7 separate regions of the Mus musculus genome follow, and regions 2, 3, 4, 5, 6 and 7 are each linked to region 1. Evidence: chromatin contacts called from public HiChIP or PLAC-seq and promoter capture Hi-C data. All regions are on one chromosome and are shown on one strand. Each heading gives the region's core, a stretch centred on a gene start, on an enhancer-like site or on the middle of the called end of the contact. The rest is flanking DNA. Distances are from core to core; before and after follow the strand shown.

Evidence for each region. Promoter capture Hi-C pulls out the DNA fragments that hold promoters and counts their contacts. HiChIP or PLAC-seq counts read pairs in DNA pulled down with a chosen protein or histone mark. Capture Hi-C pulls out chosen DNA fragments and counts their contacts.
Region 2: a promoter capture Hi-C map of pre-B cells shows a contact between it and region 1, with 5 times the contacts expected there. The contact joins the promoter of Plpp5 here to the promoter of Brf2 in region 1. A contact is called at or near these places in 2 of 39 promoter capture datasets (the HPC-7 cell line and pre-B cells), 1 of 115 datasets of contacts at active chromatin or transcription factors (stem cell-derived neural progenitor cells) and 1 of 9 other capture datasets (liver).
Region 3: an H3K4me3 HiChIP or PLAC-seq map of pro-B cells shows a contact between it and region 1, with 6 times the contacts expected there. The contact joins the promoter of Ddhd2 here to the promoter of Brf2 in region 1. A contact is called at or near these places in 4 of 39 promoter capture datasets (the 3T3-L1 cell line, hippocampal neurons, liver and 1 more), 3 of 115 datasets of contacts at active chromatin or transcription factors (pancreatic cancer cells, pro-B cells and stem cell-derived neural progenitor cells) and 2 of 9 other capture datasets (adipose tissue and liver).
Region 4: a contact with region 1 is called in a promoter capture Hi-C map of pre-B cells, with 7 times the contacts expected there. The contact joins the promoter of Letm2 here to the promoter of Brf2 in region 1. A contact is called at or near these places in 1 of 39 promoter capture datasets (pre-B cells), 1 of 484 Hi-C or Micro-C datasets (B cells) and 3 of 115 datasets of contacts at active chromatin or transcription factors (double positive thymocytes, large pre-B cells and pancreatic cancer cells).
Region 5: a contact with region 1 is called in an H3K27ac HiChIP or PLAC-seq map of embryonic stem cells, with 2.6 times the contacts expected there. The contact joins the promoter of Ash2l here to the promoter of Brf2 in region 1. A contact is called at or near these places in 4 of 39 promoter capture datasets (the 3T3-L1 cell line, embryonic stem cells, liver and 1 more), 1 of 484 Hi-C or Micro-C datasets (B cells), 1 of 115 datasets of contacts at active chromatin or transcription factors (embryonic stem cells) and 1 of 9 other capture datasets (liver).
Region 6: a contact with region 1 is called in a promoter capture Hi-C map of adipose tissue, with 3 times the contacts expected there. The contact joins the promoter of Star here to the promoter of Brf2 in region 1. A contact is called at or near these places in 3 of 39 promoter capture datasets (the C10 cell line, liver and pre-B cells) and 1 of 9 other capture datasets (adipose tissue).
Region 7: a contact with region 1 is called in a promoter capture Hi-C map of liver, with 2.5 times the contacts expected there. The contact joins the promoter of Bag4 here to the promoter of Brf2 in region 1. A contact is called at or near these places in 5 of 39 promoter capture datasets (the 3T3-L1 cell line, HPC-7-derived erythroid cells, hippocampal neurons and 2 more), 1 of 115 datasets of contacts at active chromatin or transcription factors (embryonic forebrain) and 3 of 9 other capture datasets (adipose tissue, liver and macrophages).

The regions. Positions count from the first base shown.
Region 1 is chr8:27,126,612-27,130,029 of GRCm38.p6, forward strand. It overlaps Brf2 (BRF2, RNA polymerase III transcription initiation factor 50kDa subunit), which reads right to left and starts at 2,021. Exons shown (of 4, transcript NM_025686.2): 1 at 1,810-2,021; 2 at 849-908. The coding sequence starts at 1,963.
Region 2 is chr8:25,718,340-25,721,907 of GRCm38.p6, forward strand. It overlaps Plpp5 (phospholipid phosphatase 5), which reads left to right and starts at 1,709. Exons shown (of 7, transcript NM_028000.1): 1 at 1,709-1,812; 2 at 1,928-2,036; 3 at 2,216-2,306; 4 at 2,835-2,898; 5 at 3,323-3,447. The coding sequence starts at 1,751. It overlaps Nsd3 (nuclear receptor binding SET domain protein 3), which reads left to right. Exons shown (of 23, transcript NM_001081269.2): 23 at 1-1,328.
Region 3 is chr8:25,752,738-25,756,113 of GRCm38.p6, forward strand. It overlaps Ddhd2 (DDHD domain containing 2), which reads right to left and starts at 1,543. Exons shown (of 18, transcript NM_028102.1): 1 at 1,449-1,543; 2 at 211-436. The coding sequence starts at 430. It overlaps Gm17484 (predicted gene, 17484), which reads left to right and starts at 1,743. Exons shown (of 2, transcript NR_154462.1): 1 at 1,743-1,982.
Region 4 is chr8:25,595,607-25,599,124 of GRCm38.p6, forward strand. It overlaps Letm2 (leucine zipper-EF-hand containing transmembrane protein 2), which reads right to left and starts at 1,890. Exons shown (of 11, transcript NM_001364069.1): 1 at 1,669-1,890; 2 at 756-839. The coding sequence starts at 802. D830025C05Rik (a long non-coding RNA gene) reads left to right here and starts at 877. Exons shown (of 1, transcript XR_003947362.1): 1 at 877-3,518.
Region 5 is chr8:25,839,035-25,842,502 of GRCm38.p6, forward strand. It overlaps Ash2l (ASH2 like histone lysine methyltransferase complex subunit), which reads right to left and starts at 1,753. Exons shown (of 16, transcript NM_011791.3): 1 at 1,548-1,753; 2 at 978-1,041; 3 at 709-854. The coding sequence starts at 1,723.
Region 6 is chr8:25,806,805-25,810,366 of GRCm38.p6, forward strand. It overlaps Star (steroidogenic acute regulatory protein), which reads left to right and starts at 1,670. Exons shown (of 7, transcript NM_011485.5): 1 at 1,670-1,828; 2 at 2,652-2,762; 3 at 3,003-3,130. The coding sequence starts at 1,765. RefSeq lists promoters at 176-1,732, 703-1,703, 1,443-1,715, 1,601-1,703 and an enhancer at 1,610-1,644.
Region 7 is chr8:25,783,877-25,787,505 of GRCm38.p6, forward strand. Bag4 (BCL2-associated athanogene 4) reads right to left here and starts at 1,333. Exons shown (of 5, transcript NM_026121.3): 1 at 1,023-1,333. The coding sequence starts at 1,295. It overlaps Lsm1 (LSM1 homolog, mRNA degradation associated), which reads left to right and starts at 1,715. Exons shown (of 4, transcript NM_026032.1): 1 at 1,715-1,841. The coding sequence starts at 1,796.

The sequences.
Region 1 (3,418 bases), core at 771-3,270:
AGGCTCTCTGTGCAGACCCAAACCTTCCTCTACCTCTATGCCTTTTAGTTTTTAATACACACTCAGTATGTAGGCTGGGCTGACCTCAAACTCTATCCTCCTGCCTCAACCCCAGAGTGCCGAGATTGTAGGCACACGCCACATTAACAACTGTTCTCTCGCAGCCTGCCTGACGCCAGTAACACTGAAAACAAGGACACACAGACAGACTAGGTCATCAAAACAACCATCTCAGTCGGGTGTTGGTGGCGCACGCCTTTAATCTCAGCACTTGGGAGGCAGAGGCAGGAGGATTTCTGAGTTCAAGGCAGGCCTGGTCTACAGAGGGAGTTCCAAGACAGCCAGGGCTACACAGAGAAACCCTGTCTTGAAAAACAAAAACAAAACAAAAAAGTCTTTAAGGCCACGGTGTCATAAAAGGTTGATGCTCCGGAATGGGTGGGTAGGGGAGTTGAGGGGAGGGTATGGGGGACTTTTGGGATAGCATTAGAAATGTAATTGAGGAAAATACGTAATAAAAAAATATATTTAAAAAAGAAAAGAAAAGAAAAAAAAAGGTTGATGCTCTGGGCTGGAGAGATGGCTCAGCAGTTAAAAGGCACTATTGCTCTTGTAGACGACCTGGGGTTTGCTTCCCAGCATCCACAGGGCTGCTCACGACCATCTATAACTGCAATTCCAGATGATCCAACCCCCTCTTCTAACTCCATGGGCACCAGGCATGCACATGCTGCACACACACACATACATGCAGTAAGAACACCCATACACATAATATCAAAACATTAAACAGTGACATAAATAAAAGCAAAGCTGAAATTTAAGGGGGAAAAAAGTTTGATTCTCACCTCGTTGCTGGCAGCGACTAACTTGTTCGTTTTCCCCAGTGCTTCGAGAATATGTCACTTCTGTAAAATAGCAAACAACAAATTACCCAGCTGGCCTTCGTTCACCTCCTCCTTGCCCTCTGACTGCATAAGGCCAGGGAGATTTCAAATGACTGTGTATCTACTTCTACCTCAGAGAAGATACCCATCTATGTAAAAGTAATAGGACAGAACTGTATTTTTAAAAGCTGCACTGGCAATTCTGATTTTCCAATAATTTCTCTGATACATTCACTTTTGAGGGCTGCATTAGCCAAGGGCTAGAGCAGTGGTTCTCAACCTTCCTAATGCTGCCACCCTTTAATACAGTTCCTCACGTTGTGGTGACCCCCAACCTTAACATTATTTTCGTTGCTACTTCATAACTGTAATTTTGTAATGGTTACACGAAGATTGCATTAGCTACAGAAAAAAAAGAGAATTATGAATTGCATTATGAATCATAATGTAAACCGCCTATATGCAGGATGGTCTTAGGGGACTCCTGTGAAAGATTCTGTGGACACCACGGCGGTCACCACCCACCGGTTGAGAACCGCTGTACTAGAGCAATGGCGTGGAACGCAGAGGAGAGCAAGTTGCCAATTAGTGCTAAAACCTGCTAGGAGATGATGGTTCGTGTTGTTATTTTCAAATAATTTACCGGCACTCCTTCAACACTGACTAGGTCTGACAAGACGAATGAAACCTTTATCGTTTCGTTCATTCACCAACCAATATACCCACCCAATGCCAGACACCGTTGTAGGTACTGGGAAATCAGATGGATCGCACCCTCCTCCAGCTCATCTGTTTACTTAAGCCCAATTCTCTCACATTTAACTGTGCGCATGGCCAAGAAAGGGAGGAGGCTGGAAAGAGGGAGCTGGGTTTAAGGACTCCACCGCCCAAGGCTGGCGATCCCCGGGTTCAAGACCAGTACCCCTGAAGTTGCCCTCGTCGCTAAAGGTGGTAGTTAGGACCCCTTCGGTGACCACGCAGCCGCAGTCGGAGCACACCAGCTGGCTCTGAGAATAATGCGAATCTTCCACGAGCTCGGAGGAGCCGCAATCCGGGCAGCGGCTTCCGTTCGGCATCTCGTCGGTCGGTCCAGGGCTGCGGTACCGCCGTCAGGCACAAACTCCCAGAGAACTTGTAACTGGGCAGCGGCAATAAAGTGGAGGGGCGCTTATTCCGGATGCACCATCCTCCTCCGGCCAGCTGGCCAATCGGCTGGCAGTTTGCTCCTCCCCTCGGCAGTACGCCACTTCCGATCCCTTCTGTGGACTCGGGTAGAAACCTGAGTTAGAAAGGGAGGTTCCTGGATTTAACTGTTTCTCAGGCTCTCTGGGTTTTTGTGGTTAGGCCACGTGGGGAGTTGACACAAACCACAGATGTGGAATTGTTGTCTGCAAAACACTATTTTTTAAAATATATTATCCAATTTATAATTTATTTTTTAGCCTATCATGCTTATGTAGCCCAGGCTGACCTAAAATACTGATCCTCCTGCCTCTGCCTACTACATGCTGGGATTACAGGCTTGTATTACCATGCCTGATTTAACTCCCTTCAAAAAAGTGGAACCAGTTTTTTCCTTTCTATGTAGTAAGGAACGTTAAGTTTGACCGTAGTAGAAAATAGATCACTCTGCAGTGAGAGAGCAGTAAATTGTGTTGTACTCTACGGACCTCCCCACACTAAGTTGCCGTCTCTCTTTCAAAGTCTCTCTTGTTGTTGTTGTTTTCCAACATATTTCTTTAATCCTAGCATTTAGGAGGTAGAGATTGAGCCAAGCCTGGTGTACATAATGAGTTCAGTCCAGTCAGAGCAACTTAATAAGAACATGTCTCTAAATAAATACAATAAGATGAACTAAAATCTTGAGTGGTAGATTTAAATATCTTCAGAGAATAGCATGAAAAACCATAGTTCTCTCCTCAAAGAGGATGTACAAGAGTTTATGCTAGAGCCAAAAAGGAGGACTTGAGCCCAGGAACAGATAGATACAAGTTTCTCCAAATAACACATAGAACTGTTAAGTGGTTACATGAAGATTGCATTAGATTTAGAACAAAGAGAGCCATATATCATACGATAGGGACCACTGGTAATAACATTACAGAATATGGGGAAACCCTTTCCATGGGTTTCAGATGCTATCTTCTGAATTGATGGAGGCTAGGAGTTGGTAAGAATGCATTTTAAATTGTCGGATTTTATTGTTGGTTTGATTTGGGTGTTTTGTTTTGTTTTGTACTTTAAGACAAGAGTCACTGTATATCTCTGGCTGTCTTGGAACTCATTATATATACCAGGATAGTCTTAAACTCACAGAAATCTGCCTCTCTCTACCTTCTGAGTGCTAGGATTAAAGACATTTGCTACTACATCTGGCCTTCAAACACACACATACACACACACACACACACACACACACCTCCTCTCTCCCCTTCAACTTTTGGCAAACTGGAAGCTACAGGCCGACTCAGACATGTTTAAAACCTTGAACTTTGAGCTATCCACGTGGCACGTGCCTTTAATTCTGACAC
Region 2 (3,568 bases), core at 459-2,958, 1.4 Mb before region 1:
TTGCCTCACCCCTGGGTAGCTGGTCTTTCTGTTTAACATATGCTTGTGTGGGGGGAAGAGGGCGCACTTATGTTATACTCCTAAAATGCTATGTATAACCTTTGTTTCAAAAACCCATTTCCACTGGGCATGGTTGCACACGCCTTTAATCCTAGCACTCCAGAAGCAGAGGCAGGAGGATCTCCGAGAGTTCAAGGCCTACCTAACGCTTCCCAGCCAGCCAGGACTATGTAGAGAGACCCTGTCTCAAAAAGGGGGGGAAAATCAATTGTTTGGCTTTTGTCAATCCATTGCAAAAGTGGCAGATGTGAGCGCTTGTATTTGTGTATGGGGGAGGGGGGAGAAAAGTATTGTTTGTCCTTCAGTAGGCTCTGAAAGTCATTGACTTGTAAGTTCAAGGGAAAATAGAAGTTGCCAAAGTCAGTATTCGGTCCTTGGTTTTCTTGTGACTTCACTGCGTCCGTTAAGGGACGAGAAGCCTTCCTTACCTGCTGACTGAGCCTTGCTCTGTGCAGATGGCTTTCAAGTATCTGCCATTTTGCCTCAACAGGGAATTCTTGTCAGTTAAAGGGAATGAGGGAATTACACTTTTGTTATCAATTAACATCTCATTTTTTGTACCCTATGGTAAGTAACTGTATTGCCGCTAATAACCAAGTTGCTAACTGATTACAGCTGGCTAAAAAGTTCTTTTTATATACAAAGATTTGTGTATTTTCAACTGCTATGGCAAATTCATTTGTGTCCATTTAAATATTACACAATAAACACATATCTGCAGATCCCACCCTCACCTTGTGTTCTTTGAATAAAGTTCTTGATAGATTGTTTACATCTGTATTTACCTGTAATGAACGCTGTAGACCTGTGAAATATCAAAGTGTCAACATCCATTAGTCAGTCTCTTTAGTTTCTGTGACTTGGCGCTCCTAACACTAAGGGGTTAGTGTTAATGTTCCCCAGGGGTATTCTACTAGGGCATTACTGTTTAATGACTTCAAAATATAGTTTAAGGATTTTGTTTATTGACCAATGTCTTATTGCAAAGTATGAGCCTACCATCTTAGTTAACCTGTACATATCTGTTAACTAGTGTAGTGTATGTGAGATTGCCTGTAACATTTGAGCTTCTTACTGATGTGTGCTGGTGGGACAGGTTTTGTACATTGTATTTACTGGAATCCTGCCTTTTTAACTTACAGATACTTTAGAATTCAAATATGTTTTCTGCTTCTGTAAGAATGTGGGAAAGCTTTTAATGGCATTCCATTGATTTCAGGTCTTGCTTGAGGTTGACTTTAATAAATTGTCCTGTATGGTCTACTTAAGAATATGGGCTGGTTCTTTACCTGTAATTTCATGGTACAGTTTACTGGGAAATGAGACACAAAAATACAACCACTCACCCTCAGCCCAGTTTTTTCCCTTCGAAATGCTCCAAAGACATAGTTTCTTTAAAGTGGGCTTTCTGGTTTGCTTTTGTAGAGGAAGCATCTCTGGAGAATGACGTTCCTTTTCTTGTCCTATAAGCTGATCTGGGTGGTTGGTGAAGGACACATTGCTTTGAGACCCAAAGGTGATCTGTTAGGTGGTACTCATAACACAGCAAATGAGCTCTGAATTTCCTGTAGCCCGGAGGCCCCGCTGGTAGTCAGTCCCCGCGGAGTTCGCTAGGTGGCGCTGGACACCGGGCGGGCGGAACCACGGCGCGCCGGGGCCACGTCAGCGTCTGATCCGCACGTATGGCGGGATGGGGACGGCGGCCCTGGGAGCCGAGCTGGGCGTGCGGGTCCTGCTCTTTGTGGCTTTCCTGTAAGGATCTGTCAACGCTCCCAGGCGTCCCTGGGCGCTCGCACTTCCTAAGCGGCTCGGGGCGGCAGGTTCTTCCGCCGAGGTAGCCTGTCAATCTTCCCCGTTTCCTCCCCAGGGTGACCGAGCTGCTCCCTCCCTTCCAGCGGCGGATCCAGCCCGAGGAGCTGTGGCTCTACAGGAACCCGTACGTGGAGGCGGAATACTTCCCCACCGGCCGCATGTTTGTGCGTGAGCTGCCCTCCCGCCCTCCTCCGCTGGCAGGGACTCCTCCCCTGCCTTGAGTTCCAGGGCTAGGGCGAGGCGTCTGGTGGGCAATCTGAGCCCCGATCTTGGTTAGTGCGCGGCAGCTGGTGCTTTAGGCCAGGAGGGACTTGGTTTTACCGACCCTGTGTTTTACCTTCAGGTCATTGCCTTTCTCACTCCACTGTCCCTGATCTTCCTCGCCAAGTTTCTAAGGAAAGCTGACGCTACCGACAGCAAGCAAGCCTGCCTCGGTAAGTCGCCCTTGTTCCAGTTGTTCCTGTCTTAGTGTTGGCAAGTAGCTATGGGGTTCAGCTACTCTGTACCCCTAAAGTATGTCTTTTTACCCCATGAGACCAAAAAGCAGTACTGATGAGAATGTGCTTAATAACACAGGCGCCACACAGGTGTTCCTTTTTGTTTGTTTGTTTTTTCGAGACAGGGTTTCTCTGTGTAGCCCTGTCTGTCCTGGAACTCACTTTGTAGACCAGGCTGGCCTTGAACTCAGAAATCCACCTGCCTCTGCCTCCCAAGTGCTGGGATTAAAGGCGTGTGCCACCACGCCCGGCCAGGTGTTCCTTATTAACACAGACACCACACAGGTGTTCCCTATTAACACAGGTGCCACATAGGTGTTCCTCAGTGCTCCACTTCTCTGCCCCTAGGCCGTTTGGGTTTTTATTCTGGTTGGGTTCTATCTCAAAGCAATGAAGGCTCTACTCATGAGGTGGTGGCTTACTCTTCTCCAAGCAGATGGCACTAACGGCTTCTTTGCTTTCCAGCTGCCAGCCTTGCCCTAGCTCTGAATGGTGTCTTTACCAACATAATCAAACTGATAGTGGGCAGGTAAGTGAGAAGCCTTGGCACTCAAACCTCCCTGAGCGCCCCCCACACACACACCACCACATTCTCAAGCAGTGTTTACCCGGATTCTCAGACTAGTCTCTCCTTTCTCACCAGAACTCCCTCTCCCTGCCCTCTGCCTGTTCCAAGTGTACCACCTGGTCTGCGTCCTGTCCTGAGTATTTCCCACAGCGACCACCTTTATGTACCTAAAGCTGCAGTATGACTAGCTGCTCTGTGCTAAGATACAATCATATGCTAGAGACTTTCTTGAACATTGGCCGCGTGGCTAAGGCCTTTTTCTCAGTATAAACACTAATCTCACCCCATTACATTATTTTGCCTATGACATTAGTGGTCAACAGATTATTGACATCTACTATTACTGAAAAATACTTCCTGAGAGAGTAAATTATATTTCTTCCAGGCCCCGCCCAGACTTCTTCTACCGCTGCTTCCCTGATGGGCTGGCCCATTCTGATCTGACGTGCACGGGGGACGAGGATGTGGTGAACGAGGGCCGAAAGAGCTTCCCCAGTGGACATTCTTCCTGTATGAGTTTCATGGGAACTACTTAAATACTTACATGTCCATGTTCCGCTCTTTGTGTGTGTGTGTGTGTGTGTACACCTGTACATGTACGTGTGCACACGCAAATGGTATAGGGGCTGGA
Region 3 (3,376 bases), core at 293-2,792, 1.4 Mb before region 1:
AGTCTGCAATGTGACGACTCTACACACAAACTTTCTGACTAAAAAGTCAAACACAAGCTAGAATAGAGAAAAATACTTGATAACTATGCAGAAATTTAATACAGTTTTAAAAGGATGAAAATGGTGTAATTCTGAAATTTCATGTTAGTGGCTATCACAGTAGAGGATATTACTTGTTAGTTTTTATTAGAGTCATCAGTTTCTTCCTACCAGAGCCATATGCGTCTTCCAGCTGCTGTGAATCCTCAGAGTTGAAAGGAATCCAGAGCTCCTTGGAATCTAGTACCTTACAATAAAACCAATGTGGAGAAACGGGTTCATAGGAACTACTGGCGTCCATGTCTATGAGTTCGAAGGAACTACAAGAGTTCGGGGATGGGGACGGATCTGACTGAGACAGCTGCTCCTGGTGTGATTCCCCCGATGACATTTCGCTCTAGAAGACAAAATAAAAAAAACTATCAGGAGAATTATTTTGCATCTATTAACACTGTAATGTTCATATGCTCAATAACCATTTTTGGAAGCTGTTCTTGAAAACAGCAATATTTAAAAGCTACATAATTTTTATACACACACAATTATTTGGGGAGAGAAACAAAATGTTCAGCTCCATCATTCTATACTGAGCTTCCAATTCTCCTTAGAAAACTAAAAAATGTCTAATCATACAACAAGCTCTTTAGAAAACCCAGAAATGTCAAGAAACACACGGTCAAAACTGATTGCAACAGGGTGTTTTACCACAATTTTCACAATAAAAGTAGCAGCACCAGCGAAGGCTGGAAATTTCCTACCTCCAGGTGTGCACACTACAAACCATTTAGTGTGTCAGACAGTAATAACAGGTAGGTTTAAGGCCCCAGGCTCTATTGTACATTTCTAATTACACACACATTTACATAACTATTGGAATCTTACTATACAGAAAACAGAACTAATCGCTTAAGAACCATTTTGGCTGATCCTCCCAGTGTGCTTCAATACGGGCTCTGGTACATTTAACGCCCAAACAGAAACTTTGCCTGCAGGCTATAGCTGCGCATCGACCCACCGAGACGCAGAGCCAGAGTTTCGGATGAAAAGTGACAAATGACCTCAACTGCCCCCGGGGCGATGGATGTCGGGCGAGTTCCCACCGACCCCAGCACTAAAGCACCCGGCGGACTAGCGCTGCAGACATAGAAGCAGAACCCAAAAGCCCAGGACGGGAGATGGACGAGCGGCATCGCTGCACCGGGCACGGTCGGACCGCACAGCTCAGGAACCAACACTCCCCGGGCCTCCCCGTTATCCTCCCGAGACCTCGGCCTGCTCCCGCCGCCAGCTCGGGGCTCCGAGTTCGGGATCTAGGAGAGCAGCCGAGCCGTCCACGGATGCCCCGGGATACCGTGCACACTGGAGCCTCTCCACCCCCGGCTCGCCCCGGCCCAGGCTCCCGCGCGGACCTGGACTCGCTCGTCCACACCGCCGCTCGCGCTCTCAGCCCTCGCGGAGGGAGCCCGGGCCACATCGCCGCTGCAGCCTACCTCCCAAGCCGGGCGGGGCGGACGGGCGGAGCCTGCGGCCGCGCCCCAATCCCCACACCGCGGGCTCCTCAGCGCTCCAGCGGAGGAGAGCAGTGCGCCCGCGGAGGCTGCGCTCCCGGTGAGAGCCGGAGGCGCAGAAAGATCCTCCGAAGTGTCGCGAGATGTGCGGTGAGGACTGGGGGACTCGCGCGAGACCTGGCTCCTCCTGCGGGCAGACGTCGGGCGCCGGGCACGCGCCGGGCACGCGCTAGGGGCGTGGGGGACACGCACGGGAGGCCTTGCCTGCGCTGAGGCTTTGAAGGAGGAAAATCGGACCTTCTGACCCCTCATGGGTCCCGGCAACCCCGGTGGGCAGGACTGGGGTGACTGAAGGCTCTGTCTGTCTGTCTGTCCTCCATTCCCTCCCTCTATTTGGATTGAGAGGCTGTCAAAGTTATCCCTAAAGCCTAAGAGGTGAGTCTGACAGAATACGGATGCTGTAAGAGGCAGCAAATGAGGTTTTTGTTTGTTGGCTTTTTTGTTTTTTGTTTTTGACCTAGTTGATGTAGGGTGATGGCGGTGGCTATTCACGTAAGCCCAGCGCTCTGGAGACTGGCAGGGCTAGAGATGCGGATTGTCGCTGGAGCGCCTGACTAGCAGGTGCCACGGGAAGGAAAGACAAGAGGCTTTGCTGGTTTCTAACTTGATTATAAGACAAGGCTTCGAGATTTTTTTTTTCCCCCAGAAACTGAGAAGGAACAAAACGTGGACTTTTTTTTTTTTTAAAAAAACCACATAGTCTCTGCAAGTCAACACCTACACACCAATATCTGCACGTTAATGTAACACCATTTTTTGTGTGATTTTTTTTGTTGTTGTTTTGTGATGGCCTTGCTATGAAGCCCCATATTGGTCTCCGACCTTTAAAAATTACTACATTTATATATTTGTCTGTGTGTGTGTGTTAGGGTTTCTGTTCCTGCACAAACATCATGACGAAAAAGCAAGTTGGGGAGGAAAGGGTTTATTCAGCTTACATTTCCACATTGCTGTTCATCACCAAAGGAAGTCAGGACTGGAACCCAAGCAGGTCAGGAAGCAGGAGCTGATGCAGAGGCCATGGTGGGATGTTCTTTACTGGCTTGCCTCACCTGGCTTGCTCAGCCTGCTCTCTTATAGAACCCAAGACTACCCGCCAGGGATGGTCCCACCCACAAGGGGCCTTTCCCCCTTGATCACTAATTGAGAAAATGCCTTACAGCTGGATCTCACTGAGGCATTTCCTCAAGGGAGGCTACTCTCTCTGTGACAACTCCAGCCTATGTCAAGTTGACACACAAAACCAGCCAATGCAGTGTGTGTGTGTGTGTCATGTATGTGCTGCTTCATGTGTAGAATTCAGAGAATAACTTTCAGGTATCAGCTCTCCTTTCACTGTAGGGGTCCTGGGAATCAAACTCATGCCTTGTCCCAAGGGATTGTGCGTGCAGTCACGCTAGGCCACACTGGAAACCCTCCCCCCATTTGGGGGGCAGGAGCAGGGTGTCCTTAACACTGATATTTTAAAACATTTTAGATTTATTTTACTATGTGTGTATATAATGTGTGTGTCTGGTGCCTGTGGAGGTCAGGAGGCAGCAGATCCCCTGGAACTGGAGTTTCAGGTGATGGTAACTCTGGTTCTGGGAGCCAAATCCTTCCCATGCAAGAGCAACAGATGCTCTGTCGGGTCAGCTCTTCAAGCCTTAGACCTTACTTTTTATTCTGCAGTGCCAGAGATCAACTTCAGAGCCTTGGGTGTGCTAGCCTCCTGCGCTACACACGGAGCCCCCAGAATGATGCGGCTTCTTAGGGTGCAGTTTGGAATC
Region 4 (3,518 bases), core at 640-3,139, 1.5 Mb before region 1:
ACAACAAAAACAAAACCCCAAGACAAACAAAAAGAAAAAGAAAGGAAGGAAGGAAGGAAGGAAGGAAGGAAGGAAGGAAGAAAAAAGAAAGAGAAAGAAAAAAGAAAGAGAGAAGGGGAGATTTTTGTTGTTGTTCTTGGCTAAAGGATGGCCTTTTCCCATTCTTTAATGCAATTTTTAAACATATCAAAATATAGCCTATAAATGGACAAAAGGAAAAATATACAATGAATGTGGCAAGTGGTGAGTGTTCAGTTAATCTTCTGAATGCACAAGTGAGATGACAAGGGACCTTAGACTGGAACATGTCCTGGGCTAAGCTTGTTTAAGAGCCATTTTACTTTTCCTTACACCTGAGGTCCTCGTGTAATCTTCATCAATAACAGAAATGCCACTCTAAAACTGTCTCATCTATTTTCCTCTATCATGTATTTCCAAAATTACTCAGCTTACATTCTAAAGCAGTTCAAATTAAAATATGTTCTTCCTTGAAATGTATTGAAAACTCAGCAAGGTTTTCTGTACTAAGCCAATCTTTTTGTTTTGTTGGTTACTTCCTTTATTTATTTATGTATATTTTTGAGACGGTCTTGATATGTAGCCCAGGCTGGCCTTGAACTCAGAGACCAGCCTGCCTCTGTCTCCTGAGTGCTGGGACTAAACGCATTTGTCACCACGTCTTTTACAACACATGTTTTTCATATAGATGCATGAGTTTATATACATTTTTTTTTGTGGGAAACTCCAAGCCTTACCTTGTCCAGAAAATAGCTAAGAATGAATTATAACTGTAGAAGGCCATGTTTATTTTTTTTGTTTCAACTAACCAACACAGAGACCTAGGCAAAAGAAGCAAACAATTTAGTATTTTAAAAAGGAATCAATTAAACATGAGAATTTAGGTGGTTTTTTTTTTTTTTTAAGAAAAACTAAGGCAAAGAGAGAGATTTGCATATTCAAGGTGTAAAATTTCCTTCAAGTTCATTTACAAAAGCCTCAGTATTTTCTTAGCTCTGGATTTGAAAATGGTACTTTTTCGATCCAAACACACAGAAATGGGTTCTAAGAAGATGATCCTGAAGACGATGTGGCCTCCAAAGGCTTTTTTTTTTTTAATTTTTTAAATTTCTGGTCAATAGTGTCTAATAATCTGCTGCGACGGTTAAAAGGAGAAAGACATCTTTATCTGTAACCAGAAAATACAAGTAGAAAGTAAGCACCCTGGATTCATTTACCACCAACCCAAAAGTCTAAAAGTTCTCACTAATTTCATGTGGGAACAGCGAAGACATAATGGTATCTACTAAAGGCTCAAGCGCAGATGCAGAATCTCCAGAGTCCGAACTAAGCTCTGTACCTTTAACTAAAACCGTTCTCCACCCCGAGCCGCTTCTCAGCTACTGGCATAACACTGCGATCTCGCAATCGTGCCGGAAGGAGGTTCCCCAGGCCCTCAACCCCACCCTATGGAAACCTCAGCTAAAAAGTAAACATCGCGAACCGGGCACAGCACCTCGGAAACCAGCCCCACCGCGGACAGCGCTCCTCCGGAGGGAGGCCGGGCCTGTTGCGGAGGCTCCCCAGCCCTTGGCCCCGGGGCTACGGGCCACTCCCAGGCAGTCTGCCCGGCGTTTCGGGGGAACCCCACGCCCAGCGCTGCGGGGTTACCTCTGCACCCCGCGCTCGCCGCACCGGTGCAAAAGGCGCCCTCGGCTCTCGGCCGGTAGTCTCCGCGGAAAGTGGGGAGGACTGCGGTGGGTCTGGGGATTGTTGGAGTGGGGTCAGGTACACCGTAGGGGAGAATGTCCAAAGTTTAGGGGAGAGATCGGGGTTGACGGGAGACGCCGAGGGAGCCCTTGTCCGCTGCGAGGTGACTAAGGCCCCAACCCTACCTTCCCAATTCCTCCCCGCCCCCACGCTAAAGGGGCCGGAAGCCCAGTCTCCATGGTTCCACCTCCTGCGCCTCGCCCTGTGACGTCACTCCGAGTGACGCCACTACCATCCAATGAGCTCTCAAATCCTGGGACTGGCTCGCGTCCTTCACGGCAGCCGCGCGGAAGGCAACAAGGTCCCCCGCACGAGCCCGCGAAGTCACTTCTGGGTCGGAGTTAGTTGAGGCAGCGTCTGTACTACAGGACCAAAGCTGCGTCCCCCCCCCCCCCCTGCCTGCCCACATTCTGTAGTCTAGCCAACTCCTCGAGAACTCCTTGAATGGAGGCCCTACCAGAGTAAGGTCTGATAGTAGCCTTTGTAACCCAAATTGGAGTCACTGATGACATCACTTTGATGATTCCGTTCCTCACCCTTTAGTCTCCGAAACTGCCTAGAGGTCTTGGGTTGGCGAAGGAGGTTGTGAGGTCCTGGTGGCAGAGGGGCAGCACTGAGAAAAAAAAAAAAAAAAAAAAAAAAAACCTTTCTTCTGCGGGGTCGAAGGCTGGAATGCTTCTGAAATCTTCATACGGAATTTGATTTTTCTCTTTAAAAAATGGTTTCATGTTGTCGCTTATCATTAGTTGTGTAGAAATCTCAACATTCAAAAATATATTCTAGAGTACTTGTTAAATAAGATAGGCATTGTGGGTTTGAGGACGTTTACGTTCCTAGGGCGGGCAACTAGCCATCTTGGGAAAGTTAAAGTTCTGAAAGCATTCTTGTTCCTATTTATCTGTTTTTTTTTTTTTCAATTTCTTTTTATTTTGCGGGGTTCTTATGTAACACGGGCTGGGCTGGAACTCAATAGGTAGTAGCAGAAAGTGGTCTTGAACCCTTGAACCACCTGCCTGCCTCCCCAGTGCTTAGTTACAAGTGTGTACCACTGCAGCCATCTTTGACTCTATATTTTAGTTTGCTTGCTTATTTATTTATTTAGAGACAGGGTTTCACGATGTAGGCCTGGCTGGCCCAGAACTCGTTATGTAGACCAGGCTTGCCTTGAACTCACAGAGATTCATTTGCCTGGTCCTCTAAATTGCTCAGATTTAAATGTGTGCACCACCATGCCTGGCTCGAGCTTTCTTCAACTTTTCTGAGAACTCTGATGATAAAATTATGAGCTGTACAAAATAGAATAAGTTTTGAGGGCTGGGCATGGTAGTGCATGCCTTTTATGCCAGTACTTAATAGACAAGACTGGCAGATCTGTGTGAGCTCAAGGTCACTCTGGTCTACAAAGTGAGTTCCAAGACAGCCAGGGCTACACAGTGGGATCCTGTTTCAAAAGAACTAAAAAAGAAAAGAAAAAAAGAAATGGAGGCCGTTTTTAATCCTAAAAAAAAAAAAAAAAAAAAAAGTATATTTCAACTAACCGAATGGACTACTTAAAATAAGCAAAACTTTTCAGTTTGGCCACTAGGGGTCCCTTTGTGCATGTCAGGCAATTTTCCACTAGGGGTTCTGTTTCACAGTCTGATCATAAAGAATTGAAATTTACAAAACTTAACTCCTCCTTCCCCGCCTTGAGACAGGGTCTCACCATGTAGCCCTGGCTGGCCTGGAACTCACTGTGTAGACCAGGCTAG
Region 5 (3,468 bases), core at 503-3,002, 1.3 Mb before region 1:
TTCCCAATCAGCCTGTAAGGTCAAAAGCAAGGACGATGCCCACACTCATACCTAATAGCACTCTCACCTCAATACTTCAGAACATGCCAAAGGAATGCAAGCAACTCCTCAGTCAGCATCTGGTCACTGGATAGGGTTAGAGTGAGCACAAAATACTACCTACTGACTTTTTTTCGGTATATTTAAAAATACTTCTCAATTGTCTTGAGATTGAAATATGATTACAGGGCTGGTGAGATGGCTCAGCAGTTAAGAGCACTGACTGCTCTTCCAAAGGTCCTGAGTTCAAATCCCAACCACATGGTGGCTCACAACCACTCCTAACAAAAATCTGACACCCTCTTCTGGTGTGTCTGAAGACAGCTACAGTGTACACATATAATAAATCTTTGGGCTGTTGTGAGCAGAGTTGGAGCAAGCAGGGCTAGAGCGGGCAGAGGTCCTGAGTTCAATTTCCAGAAACCACATGATGGCTCACAACCATTTGTATAGCTACAGTGTACTCATATACATAAAATAAATAAATTAATTAAAAAAAAAGAAATATGATTACATAATTTCCCCTTCCACCCCAGAACTGGGGTTCCTTGAGCTGCCATGTGAATACTGGGAATCAAGCCCAAACCCCTGAAAGGGTAACTAGTGATCTAAAATGCTAAGCCATCTCTCCAGGATCATGCTGTCTAGAAGGCCATGAAATGTACTCACGACGTGTCTATTCCAAAGGTGTCAGCGGTGAACCATTTTGTACATATCCCACACTGCAACTCCACTTCTCCCAACTGCCGCCCATTCTCCTCATCCACAGAGCCCGCCTGGGTATCCATCACTTCTGAAGTGTCTCCGGTACCTTCCTGGAGCCACAGGGCAATAAGAGAATCAAATGGCCTGACTACTTTTTAAAAAAAAAAAAATAGATTAAACATTTTAAAACCAAATCTAGTTCGCCTTCCAAAGGCCTCAGAGGAAATACTTACCAAAGTATCTTTTCCATTAGAAGATTCTGTCTCCAGACCACTTACATCAACCAAGTTTGCATCCCTATAATGAAAAGACAAACATCAAAATGGCCTTTCCTAAACAGAAAAACACAATGGTCCAAATACGGAGGGTATATCTTTTTCATGTCCTGAACGGGATGCCCACGAGAGAACAATCCTGAGTATTAGGAGGGAGGTTGTCAAGCAAGACAAATGTGTTCGCGGCCCAGGGATTCCTAGTGCACTGGGCTAACGACGGGAGGCTGCCGTCCTCAGTGCTTTCAGGACCAAGCATTGCAAGAGGGATCAGCGAGGTCTTCCGGGGCGCTAGAGGGGGAAACGCTCTTGGCTCACACTGGTGCTGATGGGAGCCGAGGAGCCGAGGAGCGGCTTGGAGTCCACAAGCAAGCAGCCAGCGGGGTTGCGGAGGGTACCGGGTGGGCGGGCGGGCCGAGCCGTTGGCTGCGGGACCTGGATCCGGAGGGCGACACCGGGCGGCGCGAGCCGCGGGCTTCCACGAGGGGCGGGCCCTCGCGCGTCCCCGGGGCTGCGAGTGGATTGCCTTACCCACTTTCGGCCTCTCCGGAGCTGGGCTCCGCTCCCGGGGCGGCTGACGGCCCCTCGCCAGCCCCCGCGGCCACCGGCTCTGTCTCTCGGTCCTCCGCCGTTGTGGCACTTGCAGCGGCTCCGGGACCAGGGCCGGCGCTGACTCCCGGACCAGGACCCGCTCCAGCCGCCGCCATCGCTGCTCCTTCCCAAGCTCTCGCGAGAATATATCTATGCGGCGAGTTGCCGCCACGCACGGCGCTCTTAAAGTGGGAAAGACCTTTTGTTGGGGGGCCCGCCACTTACTTGGGAAGGACGCACTTTGAGTCCGCCGCTTTAAGGCCAGAAAAAAAAAAAAAAAGAAAGGAAGAAAGAAAAAGGCAGGGCGCAACTCGGATTGCCCAGGTTTGAAGGGAGCCACTTAGGAGGTCTGTCCTTTGCTTTCCTCTTGGGACTTGAATTATTCAAAACGCCTGCTCATAGTCGTGGCTAAGAGTGGAAATCACGGCACATATGAGGATGTGAGAGACTCCCCTTTACACTGTGCGGAGCAGGCGATCATACTAAAACCCTAAAACGTAGGAAACTTCCAAACAACAACAAAGGAGCACTCTGGCTCACACCTGCCGGGAGCGTCTGTAACTGCGTAGCTGGCCGCCAGAAGCCCCGTTTCCAGGCGGCTTTTGGAGAGACTAGAGGTCTGATTCCAGAGAGCCCGAGGTAGTTGTGGGTGGAAAAGACGTTAGGAAAAGAAACATCTGGCCAGAGGAGGCTAGAAGTGCTGTGCGCTCGAGGAACACGAATTGCTAGTTCACGGAGGGAAGTAGAGCTCCAGGCGAGAGTGCTAGCAGAGGACAGAATTCAGCAAGGTTTGGGCCTTAGCGAGAAGGGCAGAAACGAGTAAGAAAGGGATGTCTGCTGGTAGCTAAACCCCTGGACTGAGTGCAAGCATATGGGTGGGCTCTAAACCCTAGCAAAATAGAAACTGCCGCCTCACCCCCATCCTCCGCGTGTGTGTGCGCTTTACGGATGTGTGCGCATGTATGTGGCATAGTGCACTGGACAGGTGAGAGGACAATATGGTGAGAAGAGCTTTCTTTCCCTCCACTATGTGAGTTCTAGGAATCTAGCTCAGGCTTGGCAAGCAAGTGCCGCCTTTGCCCACTGGGCCATCTCACGGACCATAAATTTGCTGTTTTAAAACAAACACACTTAGGGATTAGAGATCATTGATACTTTGCAGTTGTTAGGAGAAAGTGCCGCCATGACCAAAAATATCTTAAGCAAGGGGAGGGGGGATCTTGGTTGAGGGGGGTTCAAAGAGATAAGAATCCATGATGGTGGGGAGATAAGGCAGCAAGGATCTGAAATGGTGACTATCAGACAAGGCTGAGAGCTCGAATTCTCTATCAGAATCACCAAGCAGACAGGGAGAACTTCAAGGAAGCGGCTTCACTTTTTTCGTGTAAGCTTGCCCCCAGTGACTTACCTCCACCAGCAAACGTTCACCTCCCAAGCCTCCCTAGACATCATAACAACTGTTGTGTGAATGGGGACCGATCCTCCCCCCCCCATGCCCCACCTTACCCTCTCAAATGCATGACTTTTTAGAGATTTCCCCCTTCCATGTTAATATGTCTATTAGGATTGCCATAGTTAGATCTCATTTGGGCAGCCATATTGTTGTGACGTCATGGGTCGTTCCTGATAGCCATCACTTCATGGCACAGGTCCCAGTCCCCTGGCTTTTACAGTCTCTCTGTTCCCCTCTCCCTCAATGTTTTCTGAGCCTTAGGTATGATGTTGGAGATATACCCACTGGGACTGGGTACCCCACAGTTAACCAATCTCTGCGTTTTGACTAGTTGGAAACCCCTGAATAACATATTTGAAAACTGAATACAGCTATTTATAAAGCAAGATCATCTAGGGGCTGGGGAGA
Region 6 (3,562 bases), core at 420-2,919, 1.3 Mb before region 1:
AGTTCAAGGACAGACCAGGTTAGACTTTTTTTTTAAAGAATTATTTATTTTATGAGTACACCGTACTTCAGACACAGCAGAAGAGGGCATCAGATCCCATTACAGATGGATGTAAGCTACCATCTGGTTGCTGGGAATTGCACTCAGGACCTCTGAAAGAGCAGTCAGTGGACTTAACTGCTGAGTCATCTCTCCAGCCCAACACGTTTGTCTTAATCCCACAAAAGAGGCAAGAACTAGGTTACGCCTCTCCAGTGGACACTGATTGGGAGGGTGTGCACTAGGGGGACAAGCTACTAGAAACCTGTAATGGACAAAGTGAGCCCTGGCACAAGAGTAGGCCTTTGGGATTAGACCTTGGAGCCTTAGATGCCTCATGACAGTAGCTCCCACAAGGCCTCTCATACAAACTCAACAGGACAGAAATGTAGGCTGTATCCATATATAACCATTTATCCAGTTGCCTTGAAGGAGTCTTGTCCTGCCTTGGGACAGTAATGACAAGGTTCAAAAGTATCCTGCTGGCGGCAGGGTCTGGTGCAGAGCAAATCTAATGAGACTTTACTGATGACATTCATGACATATGAATTTGGTTTAAAAGTAGCCTCAAAGGTACTTGGAAAGAAGAGATCTTGGCAGGGCAGGGCTGGGTGGTAGAGCTTTTCCCTGCCTGGTGTGTCTGGGAGCAACTGAGGCAATTAATTCTAAGGTTCCCTGGATCTGCCCAGTACCACAGGGATCACATACCTGCAGGGACTGACAACAGTCAATGTCCAAATGATTTGTGTTTCTCACCTTTGTGCACAGGTCAGGACCTGTAGCAGGGCAGGCCAGCCTTAGCTGCATGAGGAAAGGGTGAGCTTGCAGGGTGGAACCCAGGCCTAAGTTACTCTCTGCCTTGAGAGCTTACTGGGTGGGTCATCTCATTTCCAGAGAGTTCCCAGAATGAGAAGTTAGAGTGGAGTTGGTATCAATGGGTGAGCAAATAAATGAAAACTGAACACATGGGGTGCTCAGGAGGCCCCACATAGAAGGAACCAAGGCCAGCTAGAGGACTTGAGCTATTGTCCTATATTGCCCTAGCCCTGACACTGGCATCCTGTTTGTCTTTGAGCCAGCCATTGATACCCTCCAGACCTGATGGACGGTCTTGCAGGTTTTGTTTGTTTGTTTGTCTGTTTGTTTGTTCTTTTGAGACAGGGTCATTCTGTGTAGCCCTTGTTGTCCTAAACCTTACTATATAGACCAGGCTGGGCTTGAACTCACCAGAGATCTACTTGCCTCTGCCAGGGAGAGTATGTGCCACCATGCCTACCTCTGGTCTTGTTGCAAGAACTCACTCTTTGACTCTTTTACCCTGGCTCCCTCTCTTGGCCAGAGCTTCTATATACTTTTTGATGCACCTCAGTTACTGGGCATTTAAGCGGAGGACAGGGCTTGAAGTCTACATTTACAACTTTAGAGAAGCTATATATACATATCCTCTGCCCCATCTCCGTGACCCCTGCTTTCCCCTACCTGCAGAGTCTGGTCCTCCCTTTACACAGTCTGCTCCCTCCCACCTTGGCCAGCACTGCAGGATGAGGCAATCATTCCATCCTTGACCCTCTGCACAATGACTGATGACTTTTTTATCTCAAGTGATGATGCACAGCCTTCCACGGGAAGCATTTAAGGCAGCGCACTTGATCTGCGCCACAGCTGCAGGACTCAGGACCTTGAAAGGCTCAGGAAGAACAACCCTTGAGCACCTCAGCACTCAGCATGTTCCTCGCTACGTTCAAGCTGTGTGCTGGAAGCTCCTATAGACATATGCGGAATATGAAAGGTGAGTCTGGGTTGGGGAGGAGGGATGAGAGCTTGCCAAAAGCCTGTAGGCAACATAGTTTTGTGGGAAAGCTCTTGGGCAGGGGAATAGGCCACCTCAGCTTCGATCCCAGCTATGCCTCTTAACTGGGGGAGCCTGGGTAAAGCCCTTCTTCTCTGGACCTCAGGTTTTCACCTAAAAAATTGGCCTGGCTACTAAGGTGCCACCTCTCATCCAAATTCTGTAATTTCTAGTTTCTACTCTAAGGCCCTAGTTGTTCTGGAGCTAGTACTGATGTTGCCTCCCTTCACGAGTGGATTAAGTCTGTACCAAGGGTCCCAGGCAAGTCTTTGCCATAGTGGTAGAGAAATACAGAAGCTAGTCCTTACTCTAAGCAGTGCCTGGCAAGTCCGAGACACTGTCTGGGAAGAAGAGCAGAAGACAGGAGAGTTGAGCAGCAGAAGTACAAGGCAAAGGATGGTGGGGGTGACTCTTGTCCCTGGGTAGCTGGTTGTCCCTTGGTAGGGCAACCCTCAGGAGACGGAGTACATCCTACTCAATATCCAGGGGCTACCCAAGCGGCCCAGGGAAACTTCTGTGGCCAGGTAGGGCCAGGTCTGACCAGCCCACCCCTATTTTCCATGATGGAAAAGAGATCTGGGCCCTGGAAGTTCGAGAGAAAGTTTAACACTGAACTTGAGAGTTAGAGATGTGGCTGGAGTTTGAGTCCCTGCTGGGATCTGTGTCCCTGGGCCGGTTTGCTCATCTGTGATGAGTGGACAGAACTGTCCCTCTCCCAGAGATTGCCTAGCTACTTGACAAATGTTTCTTTCCCTCCCTGCAGGATTAAGGCACCAAGCTGTGCTGGCCATTGGCCAAGAGCTCAACTGGAGAGCACTGGGGGATTCCAGTCCCGGGTGGATGGGTCAAGTTCGACGTCGGAGCTCTCTGCTTGGTAAATAAATATTGGGGCTTTCTGAGCTTCTGCCAGTGATGGGTCTTAGGGTGCATGAGGCCTGTCCCCTACCTGTAGTTACCTAACTCCTGTGTCTACCTTGACCTGCAAGCAGAGCCCTATGGCTATGATCGTGTCTCTTCTGAAGGCTGAACACATTCAGAGGGCAGAGGGATGAGAGCTGTGGATTGGCTAGGACCATTGTACCCACGTTTTCTTTTTCCTTGGCTATGTATGCAGGTTCTCAACTGGAAGCAACACTCTATAGTGACCAGGAGCTGTCCTACATCCAGCAGGGAGAGGTGGCTATGCAGAAGGCCTTGGGCATACTCAACAACCAGGAAGGCTGGAAGAAGGAAAGCCAGCAGGTAAGTAAAGGCAGCTGTGAGAAGCCTGCAGTTACTGATGGTCCCACTACCATGCTCAAAGCCTGCCGGGATTCCCACTGCATTCACAATTGATAAACAGTCAAAAAGTTTTGGTCTGAGAACTCTCCTAAGAATATATCATCAGGTGGGGTGAGGGTGCATACCTTTTTCATCTCAGCACTCAGGAGACTGAGGCATGTGGACGTCTGGGAGTATACGGCTAGCCTGGTTTATGTAGCAAGTTCCAGGCTAGCCAGGCCCGCATAGTAATACCCTTCCTCAAAACAAGCAAACCAATGAATGTGTTCTCAGATAACCTTTCCTCCTGAAGACTAACTGAGAAACATTATTCCTGTTTTTTAACTACTCTCTGAATGCTGTAAACTCATCCAGTAAAAAATCTGATCTCATCCTGACACACAGAAGCAAAAC
Region 7 (3,629 bases), core at 83-2,582, 1.3 Mb before region 1:
AGACCAGGCTGGCCTCAAACTCAGAAATCCGGCTGCCTCCCAAGTGTTGGGATCAAAGGCATGCGCCGCCACCACCAGCAGACTTTTTTTTTGTCGTTTTTTGTTTTTTCAGCCCTTGTTTTCTATTTCTTGAGTATACTTACAAGTAGACCTGCTAGATCATAAATTAACTCTCTGTCAGAAGTTTTAGGAACGACCCAGCTATTTTCCAAAGCACTGTACTATTTTACAATCCCGTCGTGGATATGTGAGAATTTTATAATTAATTTTCTGCAAGTAAGAATGTTACAAAGGCCAAAAGATGTGTGCCACCATCCTAGAATGATAGCCCCATACGAAGATAAAATAGAAACACACTTTTGGCATGTATGCAAGCAACAAAATGTTACAGGTCCAAACATACTAAGCAAGTCGGTCTCTCAGAGCCTTCTCCATTCAAAAATTGGGAAGCATTAATAACATCTGTCTTGCAGTCTTGCGATGATTAAATAGAACATTAAGGTACTTTGCAACATTGATCCCTCCTGATTCAATTCCAGGCAAAGCTTTAGTGATAAGGAACTAAGTGATCAGCCCGCCCCGTTTCGATCCCTTCCCCGTGGGAGGGGCTGCTGAGTAAGGGCTGGGGCTGCAGCTCCCCGAGCCACGCAGGATAAATTGTTACAGCCCAATCACGCTAACCTACGCTCTCGGGAAAGAGATCCTGCAGCCTGCTACTAAGCTTAGGAAGTCAGCGCAGAATATTTTTTCGTTTTTTTTTTTCGTGGTTAACAAGAACACTTATGATGGCTGAAGTTAAAAAAAAAAGCAAAAACAAACAAACAAACAAACAAAACGAAGGGACAAATGGAACCCAAGCCTAGCTCCCCTCGCATCTCTGGTCCTCGTCTCTGCACCGTCCCCAAAAGAAGAACAAATCAGAGACCCGAGTCCTAACAGACCCTAAGTATAAAACCCCCAAATGTCCTCACCTCTGCCCAAGACTTCCCGACTGGAGCCCCGGAAAAGACTTCGAAGCTTACCTGGTGGCCTCCCCCGGCTCTGCTCGCTTCTGCCCAGGCGCCTCCCGAGGGGTAGTAGCCATCGCCACCTGCGCCTTCGCCCGGCCAGGTGGTCTCGGCCGGGGCGCCCCCGCGCCCTCGCCAGGAAACCGGAGGCTGGGGAGGCTCCGGACGAAGAGGGGGGTATAAGGGCGGAGGTACGTGCACCGGGACATCGCCTCCCCCGGGCCCGTAGTAGCGGCCGTAAGAAGGGCCGTCACTGGGGCCGTAGCCCGAGCGCCTCAGGGCCGACATGGGCTCCGCTGCCGCGAAGCGCTTCCCGCCCCCCACGACCGTCCCATTGCGCAGGCGCCTGCGGGAGGCCGCTATTGGCGAGCGGCGGAGGGGGATAGGACGGCTACAGCCAATCCCGAGCCGGTCCCGCCCCTTGCACGCCGAGCGCGGAACGGTCATGGACGGTACGGGTCAATCCGGGCCTCGGGTCGGGAAAGCGAGGCGAGGGGCAGCGCTCGTCACGCGTGAGGAAACGCCTATCCTCCGCCCTTCCGACCTGGACTTCACTGCACTGACTGGAGGGGAAGAGAACGTGGTCGGCCACCGACTGGCAACACGCCCGGCACGCCTCTTTCGGCGGACGGGCAGGCGATACCGGAAGTGGGTGGGGTCACCTGAAACGCTTCCGGCGACTAGCGGTGTCTGAGCTGCAGGTGAGCGGCCGGTTCCCGTCCGCGTCCCGCCGACGGGCGACTGGACGCCCTCGCGGCCGTCCGGTGCAGCCTTGCGAGAGCTCAAACATGAACTATATGCCCGGCACCGCCAGCCTCATCGAGGACATCGACAGTGAGTACCTAACCTCTCCCTCGGGGGAAGCCTGGTGTGGGACCCCTTTTCGAGTGGGCGTCCCTCGACAAGGGCCCAGAGAGTGATCTCTGGGCCCGGGCGGGGTGGTTCTGCCTTCACAGCCTCGGACGGAGCCTTTTCCCAAGCTGCCTTCTCTGTCCTTGAGCGGGTAACACCTCCCCGCCCCCCGCCCCCCAAGCTGTGAAACGCCTTCCGAGGGGCGCAGCATCCGACTTGGGAACGTGAAGGGCAGAGCACGCGAAGGAAGTCGCCTGAGCCACTTCGCGTTCCCAAGTCGGATGCTGCGCCCCTCGTAAGGCGTTTGACAGTGAATGGATGGAGATTGCTTCTAGAAAGGACTCACCAGACCCGACAACAGCAGTTGAATTTAATTAGCAGAGAACGTAGGCTTTCTGTTGTATAGCCACTAGCACTCTCCTTTTTCTGTAAGGGTCATTAGCACTTTCAGATTAAAGTTGTAGAGACAGGTGCCGGACGTAATAACGGGATTTTCTGCGAATGCTAAGTCACTTCAAACTTACTCTTTTCTGTTTGACAGTTTTGCTTTTACTAAAAGGAGGTTAGTCCTGTAAAAATAAAGAGGTTACAATTTCGGTTTTAAAAGGTTTAATTTATTGTGTATTTATGTCTCGTCTACATGTAATTAAACCACGGGCATATTGGTATCCACGAAGCCAGATGACTTTCTCTTCTTGGGATCCTCTGGAATTGGAGTTATGGACCGAGTTACAGAGTCACAGTGTGGGTGCTGAGAAAGGAACTCAGATCTTCTGCAAGAGCAACACGTGCTCTTCTGAACCATCTCTCCAGCCTCCACTTTCATTCCCCCGCCCCGAATTCTTACCTGTGTATGATTCCTTGAATATAACTTTTTTTTTTTTTTGGTTTTTCGAGACAGGGTTTCTCTGTATAGCCCTGGCTGATCTGGAACTCACCTTGTACACCAGGCTGGCCTGGAACTCAGAAATCTTCCTGCCTTTGCCTCCCAAGTGCTGGGATGAATATAACTTTTAAAGCAGCATTAAAAAAACAAACAAACAAACAAAAAAAAAAAACCGCTGTATATGAGCATGTATGTATGTGCATTGCGAGCTTGCCTGGTGCTGGAGAGAACAGAAGAGGGTACTGGGTCCTCTGGAAGACCAGACAATACTCTTTAGCACTGAGCCATCTCTCAGGTCTATAATCAGCATTTTAAAATCATTTTAATACTGTGACTTTTCAAAAGCAAAATGATTTACAACTTCAAACAAGTAAAAATGTTTTGTGTGAGTTTGCAAATTAGAGAGCAGCTGTGATTATATAGACTGGGATAAACATATTAAAGTTTGCTCATATATTACAGGTATAGATATTAATATATATTTATATGTGTATTATAGCTGCATACACATATACACTACTTTATAAGCCTATCTATGAAGTGTGATGAAATACTCTTAGTGGAACTTTTTGCCTTCACCTTTCCTTAGATACGTGAATTACCGAAGCTTCTAACAACAAGTCTGCTATCTTACTAAACGCGCTTGTGTTCTCAAGCCTTCTTGGACTTTGTGGATCTCAGACCCTTTCATTTGATATACAACCTTTAGAACGTGTCTGTCCCAGTCTTTATGGGGCCTTTTGGTTTTTTCGAGTTGTTTTTGTTGTTATTGCTTGTTTTTGTTTTGTTTGTTCTTGGGTTGAGACAGGATCTCTCCATGATCCTGGCTATCCTAGAATGCCCCTGCCTCTGCTCTCCCTTGCTCTGATTTAAGATAGGTGCCA